Regions from separate parts of the Xenopus tropicalis genome. Here region 1 is linked to region 2. Evidence: chromatin contacts called from public Hi-C data. All regions are on one chromosome and are shown on one strand. Each heading gives the region's core, a stretch centred on a gene start, on an enhancer-like site or on the middle of the called end of the contact. The rest is flanking DNA. Distances are from core to core; before and after follow the strand shown. Region 1 holds the start of plekhg1 (pleckstrin homology domain-containing family G member 1). Region 2 has its middle 29 kb from the start of iyd.

What was found. A called contact is a pair of places that touch in the nucleus more often than the background predicts.
Region 1: a contact with region 2 is called in a Hi-C map of neurula embryo, with 2.3 times the contacts expected there. The contact joins the promoter of plekhg1 here to the enhancer-like site in region 2. A contact is called at or near these places in 3 of 5 Hi-C or Micro-C datasets (brain, neurula embryo and tailbud embryo).

Annotation. Positions count from the first base shown.
Region 1 is chr5:44,584,705-44,588,962 of UCB_Xtro_10.0, forward strand. plekhg1 (pleckstrin homology domain-containing family G member 1) reads left to right here and starts at 1,644. Exons shown (of 18, transcript XM_018094254.2): 1 at 1,644-1,874.
Region 2 is chr5:44,546,259-44,550,391 of UCB_Xtro_10.0, forward strand. No RefSeq gene overlaps it. Among named protein-coding and RNA genes, the nearest start is that of iyd, 29 kb to the left of the region's middle. Within about 2 kb of position 1,468, at least 1 of the 11 cell types and tissues checked has an H3K27ac peak or open chromatin away from gene starts, as enhancers often do. A contact at or near this core is called in neurula embryo, where this site is marked.

The DNA of each region.
Region 1 (4,258 bases), core at 394-2,893, 39 kb after region 2:
GTGACAAGCAGAGAAGGGTGGGAGCGGTGTAATTGGTGAAGGTGCATCCTGCTCTTTTCCAGGACCCTGAGCTAGGGGAATGCAGGCCTTTGTGCCCTAGGCATGTGCCTTTTGTGCCTACCCCTAGTTCCAGCCCTGCAGCTGGGTACTATTGATTCTACAATGATAGAGGTAGCAGACCCTGTAATCTGGGCCCCTATATATTAAGCCCTCCTGTGACCATGGCATACCTCCCAACATTTGAAAAATGAAAAGAGGGACAAAAAGATTTGGTGCGCGCAGCGCGACAATTTTTTGACCACGCCCACTTTTGTGGCCATGCCCCGATTACCACACCCCATTTTTTAAAAAAATACTCCTTTTATATAGATGAAATGGCGGGATCAGACGCAAATGTGCTATACCCTCATACTGTACTACCTAAGGAAAACAATATAGCAACTCCTACATATAAAATACAAATATAGAGAGAAGGCAGTCAGTTATAAGTGAGTTATAACTATGTACCAGTTTTGCCCCCCCATACACAGGTGCCCCCCAACACATTAGCCCCCCCATACACAGGTGCCCCCCATACAGAGTAGCCCCCCCATACACAGGTGCCCCCCCATACACAGGTGCCCCCCATACAGAGTAGCCCCCCATACACAGGTGCCCCCCCATACAGAGTAGCCCCCCCCATACACAGGTGCCCCCCATACAGAGTAGCCCCCCCCATACACAGGTGCCCCCCATACAGAGTAGCCCCCCCATACACAGGTGCCCCCCACACAGTGCCCCCCATACACATTAGCACCCCCCCACACAGTGCCTCCATACATTCTGCTGCTGAAGCTTCTTCTTCAGCGTCTCCTCTATATGCGGCTCCTTGTTCGGCGGAGCCAGGCCCTTTTATAAGGTTGCGCCCGTGCGTGCGTGTGACGTCAATACGCACAGGCGCAACCTTATAAAAGGGCCTGGCTCCGCCGAACAAGGAGCTGCATATAGAGGAGACGCTGAAGAAGAGGAACCGAACGCCTGATTACAGCCAGCGCATCCCGCTGTCAGGGATAGTTCCATGAATGTCCCGCATTACGGAAATGCTGGACATTCATGGAACTATCTGGGACAGCGGGACGCGCTACCAAAACCGGGACTGTCTTTCTCTATAGTTACACTGTAGTACAGTTATAGACAGTCTTCTCCTTTTAAACTATTAGCATTGTTGAGCAGGCCTTCTCGCCTTCAGTATTGATCACTATTGTCTGTTTGATGTATACAACCCTCTATTGCACAGCACTGCAGAATATGTTGGTACTTAAATACATGTTATTAATAACAATAATTTAGCAGGCATCTTAAACATAATATTGGCTGCAGATGAGTCAACAAAAGTCTGTTGCAGACAATGTGGACGGGGTTAAAGTAAAAGCAGTTCAAAAAGGCTGGAAATACTTCAAAACGGTGGTTGACTTTTCAAGGTCTGGAGAAATAATTTGACTGCTTGAAATTGGCATTAGTCCAGAGTCATATCCTACAGACTCAACCCTTAGCTGGGGAGTGGAGGGGAAGGAAAAGGAGGGGTAGGTCTCACGGTGGATCAGCTGCAGCAGAAGGAGAGGGTAGGGCTAGAGGAGGGACACAAGGCAGTGACTGCACGTTAGACTGTATTTGCACTCTTTGCAGTGTTGAAAAGCATTGACTGGATGTAGACTAGTAATAGGAGACCCCGGACTGATTTGGAACAGACTTCCGAAAATAAGCTCTTTTCATTCTTGCTGGACTGAATTCTATAAGCAAGGGAAACCTGCCTTACTCTGCAGCATTGTGTCTTTTCCCGTATGGGGTTGCGCTCAAAGAGTGGATCATATGGAGGAAGCGTTGAACTGGAAAAGGTAAATCCCATTTTGGCTACTTTTAATAACGCAGTTATGTAAGGGGATATCTAATTGAAATTCCAGTCTCAGAGCAGGTTCATAGAGCAATTCAGCTCCAGGCAAGAGTACATGCAATAAGAGAAAACTCTGAGCTCAGGCTTCACAAGAGTGCAGTAATATTTTTAATGATGTTGAATATAAAAATGACTTAAATGTTTTCATTGTAACAAATGGAAGATAGGATCCTGTTCTTATGGGCTTCCAATCTAAAGAAAAGGAAGAATGAGTGCAAAGAATCAATTAATAGATTCCATCAATGGGGCAGAGTATTGAGACAGTAGGGATGCCCTTTCTCATCCCTAACAAAAAAAATCATTTAAACCATCATTCACTTGCTAGCATTGTTATTCCTTTGAGTTTGGTCTAAAGTGGGTGATCCGTTCACTTCTGTGAGCTGACAGGTCTTGTCTTGCTTCACTGCAGTATAGTGCGCACACTACAAAGTCATTTAGCCAATCTGCACATTCAGCATGAATGGAGTGTCCTATGTAAAATGGCAAATCTGGTGCCCTATTGGTGTTAGCTGCATTTTTCTCTTGAGAATATTCTTGTTGTTAATATTCTTTGTTACATACTTCTATGCCATTCACTGCCAGCTGACTTCTTTACAAAGCAGACAAAACAACACAGGAGTTAATAGTAATCTGTATCTGTTACTGGTTCATTATGTTTGCACAGTTTCACATTATATTTTCCAGCCAATTATCTTTATTAGGAGTATATATAATATTTATTTATTTCCTGAACAAGCCCTTAAGCAAGCGTGTGTGTTTTATTCCTGTATCGATAGAAATCTGTAATTGGTCCAGTTTCGGTGTGTTATCTTGTTGGCAGGGAACAACCCAGACTTATGCTGTAATCCAAATCTCCTCTGAAAGATTAGGTGAGATGGTTAATGAATGTTATTGCACCAGCTCTATGTAAAGATTATGAATTGATATGTATTCCCTTGAATGTGCTTGTGTGTGAAAGACAAATCTGTATTGTAAAATAATGAGATAGTAAGAACATGCTCAATGAACATGTTTGGTGTCGATGTTTTTTTTGACAAGCCCAGTAAGTAATAGCGGTAATAACTTCAACACAAAACAACTGCTTCCTTTCAATATGTAAATCCTGGAAAGCTTCAGTTAGTGATGGAACTTGACTTTACTATATATGCTTAGTATATCCCAGTCTTCATATATTTGGTGGAAAGAAGGAACCAAATCCAATGCAAGCTTGCTAATGAATTAAACCTTTTTTTGTAAGAATAGGGGCTCTGCACAAATCCCTTCCCCAAATGGACCAACCAGACTCCCCTGAACAGCCTTGCTCCCCTGTACCTGACCAGATAAGTTAAAGCTGTCGGGTTGGTGGCCTCCATGTCTGGGAGTCAAAGAGTCAGGTACAGGAACCAATGTGGCCAGACATGGTGGCTGCTAACCTTACAATGCAGCTCATCCTTTTCTGCTTAGTTACAGAAGAGCAGCACTGTTTGGGGGTGTATGGTTTGTGTGGTTGGGAAGGGGAGGCCTGGGCAGGGGCTCTTTGTTTATAAGATGTTTTCATTCTATCATCTATCTATCTATCTATCTATCTAAGATGTCAGTATGTTTACAGAAAATTAAGTAATAATATGCACTTTAGTATTCATTGTAGTATTCATTGTAGTATTCATTGTAGTTGGTACAATTTCCAGTGAACTGCAACTGCATCTGTATAGATAAACAGGCATCTCAGGTTGGTAATGTTCATATATATTATCGCTGCTTATATGTTGTATAGTATCACTTATATCATGGCTCGTTAAATATATCAAGTGCTCCATTACTGTTGCAAGCTCACACTGGAATGTGACACCAGAATTACAGTTCTTAATATCTGCTGGTATTTTAGTTATGTTCTCTAACATTTTGTAAAAAAACACATTTTGAAGTATTATTTACTTATAGTGTGTTTGTTTACCTGATGTGGTGTATGCACAAACCCCAGGCATTCAATTCTGATGTCATTGTTTTCAGTTTAGTTCTCGATTATTCATTTTCATCTATGTACCTGCCCTACAAAGAGGGATTAGAAGTATTTCTAAATAAATATACTGTGTTTGTGATGACTTGATGAATTTTCTGACATACATCTTAATACTGTATATACAAATGCATAGCTTTATTCCTCCAATGTAGTTGTTGTTCTTTTGGGCTAAAGAGCCTCTATGAATATGAGTGTGACATAATTTACAGTGCAAAATGGGAAATCACTGTGGAAGCCAGGGTCGGACTGGGCCGCCGGGAAACCGGTAAAAATCCCGGTGGGCCCTGGCGGCCCAGACCCGACCCATGCGTCACTCCCCCGCCCTGCGA
Region 2 (4,133 bases), core at 218-2,717:
AGGTTTTAGCATTGGTATTTATAGCTGTGATATTGTAACAGGCTGGGAACACCCCGCATACACCCCAGGATCTGACTGGTACCCATTACTATATTTGCCTTTAGCTGCATAATCATGGTTTTATGAAGTATTTGCACTATTTATCATGCATACTACAATATACAAATTGTCTGGAGTAAAGAAGCAGGGCTTCTACTTCTACTAAAAATGGGTTAAATGAAGGTCCTGACTGCATGTAAATATTTCCTTCAATAACAAACTTTGAAATGATTGATAATAATCACAGGAAACTATAAACTTTCAAATTTAATGTTGCATAAGACAGAAATAGAGTCATAAACGTTTGAGTAATAAACTGCTGGAACTTTTTTTTTTTAGGAAATATACATAAAACATTCTCTGTATTTCTTTGTATGCTGTGTGCACTTGTAATAAAACAGTCAGGTGTTGTTTAAATTTTATTAAAAAGTAAGTCTGTGCATAATAAGGCTGAGTACATGCTGCCATGGCTCATTGCCTACATGATGACAGCTGAGGTAACAATACAGCCATTCCAATATAAAATCCCTCATAATAGATCCAGACATTTTACCCAGTAACATGTTGCCTTCCATTACTTCCAGGGCCTAATAGTGACCAATATAGCTAAAGGATTTTCTTCAGATTCTTTAGATTATATTTAGATTATAGATTATATTATCCTTAGAAGAATGTTTACCCACTCACACTAAGCAAATTATAACAACCTACACACTAAATAAATTATTACAACCGACAAACTTCCATTATTAAAAATGAGGTCATGGACCATACACCAACATTTCAGACTTAACATGGCGTGAAAATCAAGCATTAAAACAGTGTTTCCCACCTGACATTGCTTCTTATTTAAACGCATAGGAAATCTATGCTGATACAGTACCATCGTCCATAGGCAGCGCGCCTCCTATTCATTATGTCCCCCTAAAAGCAGGGGTCCCGAACCTTTCTTACTCGGGAGCCACAGTCAAATGTAAAAAGACTTGGGAAGCAACACAAGCATCATAAAAGTTCATGGAGGTGCCAAATAAGGGCTAAGATTGGCTATTAGGGGCCTCTATGCACACTATCAGCTTACAGGGGGCTTTATTTGGTAGGAAATCTTGTTTTTATTCAACCAAAACTTGCCCCCAAGTCAGGAATTCAAAAATAACTACCTGGTTTGGGGGCACAGGGGCGCCTGTTTTTTCTGTAGTTTTTGTTTCTTTTTTTTCTGATTTCTCTATCTTCAATCTTTAAATCTGATATACTTTACCTTCCCTTTGTTTGGCTGTTTTTGCTTTGGCCCATTCTGCTTTTCCATTCTGTTGCCAGTTTTATGTTCTCCCCCCATTACTTTTTGCTCTTCTTTTCTTGTATCTTCCTTTCATCGGAACCTTCAACTCTTTTATGCTCTGTTGCCTTTATCCAATTATCCTTTGTTATTACCCTGTCTCTTGTCCGCCACAAATACGTGTGAAGAAGACAGGTATTGTCCATGGCCAAAGCAGACCCCAGGGCCTTGTCAATTTTCTTTTGTAATTAAATTAAATTGTAATTGGGGAAGAAGTATGAAGACAAAACAGTGGAAGTTTTAAATTAGGCTTTTCATCCTATTTTGTAATTTAAGTAAAGACAGTGCAGACCCAGTCAGGCAAGCTGTGGATTTTGGCAAATGCCAGAGGGGCTGCTGTAAGATGCCATAGACAGTCACTATTTAGTGGACTGGTGGGGGGCTGTTTGGAATTCTGTGTACTTGAAATGCCAGGGCCTACAAATAAATCTAATAAAATGGTAATGCATTAAGTGGTCAGTTTTGATTCTTTCAGAAATAGCCTTGTCAAGAAATCCTTCCTCGACTGGTCGCACAGCGCAGGTTGCTGTAGTTAAAGCTAATGTTAGACTTGTCGTATTCTCGGCAAGCTGAAAAACACTTGCTAAGAATACGCCCCTCCACTTTAAAAAACTTGGCCCTGCACCGGGAAGCATTGAATACGCTCGGGTACAGGCACAGGTAGCCGATAGACACCAAAAAATGCAAGACTTTGTATTTTCGGCGGTTATTGGCTAGACACGTAGGCACTTGAATGTATTCAATGCTTCCCGGTGCAGGCCCAATAGAAGTTTTTTCAAGTGGAGGGGCGTATTTTCGGCTTGCCAAGAATTAGGGATGCACCAAATCCAGGATTCGGCCAAGATTCGGCCTTTTTCAGCAGGATTCGTATTTGGCCGAATCCATGCCTCTGGCCGAATCGAATCCAAATCCTTAAATTCATGTGTCCTGCTTGCCCTCTCTGACCCTGTGATGTTCATATTTATGGTTATTTTTATTAGTACCCAATGTAAACAAGGCCTCCATGAGGGTTTTTCAAGTTCTAAAATGGGTCTCTAGAAGGCACATATTTTTGGTACCCTATCTATTTGTAGTAATTTTAGGGGACCCAATGGGTTAACATTCCCTTATTGTTCAGGAAGTCCCTATAATCAATAACCAATAATCATGGCTATATTTGTCCTTGGGTGACTTGTGAACTAGTGGGTGAAGAAATTGGAGAAAGATATTTATTTGTAATGTCTATAAGTTATGTTGTAATTTTCTGTATTTAATGTGATAACTGCTTTTAAAAATATGGGCTATAAAAAGGAATATTTTAAAGTTTAGCCCGTGTTTTGGTTTTGTAGTTCAAAATATTATTATTTCTGGCGCAATGTTTTGAAAATCCCCCTTTATAGTCCTGCGGCTTTTTTTGATCTACACAAGTTAGGAATCTCCATAAATCTGTGCTTAATTGGTATTGGCATGCTCGGGGGTATGGAGCTTTCCAGATCAGATGTGATTTCATGTATGTAATAGAATATGTTTACATTATATTTCTCTGTATAATGAAAATATGATTATGACTTAAATGCCATATGTCTTGTTACAGAAGTTGAATTAATAGCTAATTCTGGCATGTTTAGAGAGCTTATGTTGTCTGGAAAATATAATATATATTTTTGCTAGGTAAACTAAAAGTTGCCCCCAAGAAGCATTTAAAATGAAAGAGCAAAATTAGTGGAATTTGCTTGGCAACTGGGATTTGAACCAATTTATATGGGAAAATTGAAGCAGCATTGCCTGTTTTTCTATGAAAGAGTGGAGAAACGTGAAGCTAACTGGTCAATGGGTTTCCAAAGAAAGTTTAACATTTTAAATACTTGTACACAGCATAACATTACAGTTTTAAAGCTGCTACTGGCAGGTGGTCTTTCCCTTGTGCTGTAATTAGTTCATACACACACAGCATTCCTTTCTATCATCCCTTTAAAAAAAAGCACTAAGGAACCTAATTCTATTTAAAGCCAAGCAAAATATATTGCCTTACATAGCTTCAGTGCTCTTTTAAGTAAAGTTTAAATACAAAATGCAAAACCTACAGGCAATACGTGCATTCTTTATGACATTGTTAACAAAAAACAAATGGTGCCTTCTGAATCCTACTATTTCCAACCATGGATTATTGTCTTATGGATTATTAAAGAGATTGCAAGAGAATGTGGATCTCTCTGTTTTGGTGCAAGAAATACTCTCCTGCTCTTTGAACAAGTTGGGGGTTACAAAGAGACAAGTATGTAGAGCACCAGTGGGGCTCATTTATAAACATGGGGCAATATTCACCCATAGCAACCAATCAGTGATTGGCTTTTCTTAGCCAGCTGCAGGTTGCACAATGAGAGCAAACATTGGTTGCTGTGGGTTACAATAAAAGCAAACATTTAATTGGTTGCCATAGTTTTGTGCCCAGGTGCAAATGTATCCATTATTTATAATTAACCTCAGATTGGTATATTTATGAGTATTATACAATATTCTGACAACCAACAATATTGCTGAACTACTGGCATAAGACAATCTGCTAGTAAGGGGATCATGGACACCATGACATATTGCGTCAATCTAGTGTCCAACTAGAAATTAAACAATGTTCCAGTTACAGATAACTTTACTTAAAGAAATGATGGGCATCCAAGATATGTACCTGACTTCTACTTAGGTAAATCCAGAGTCTAAGGAAATAACTTCAGCAGTCAACTTAATAATTCCAATACGCAACCTTTAAAGGTTTATTAAGATT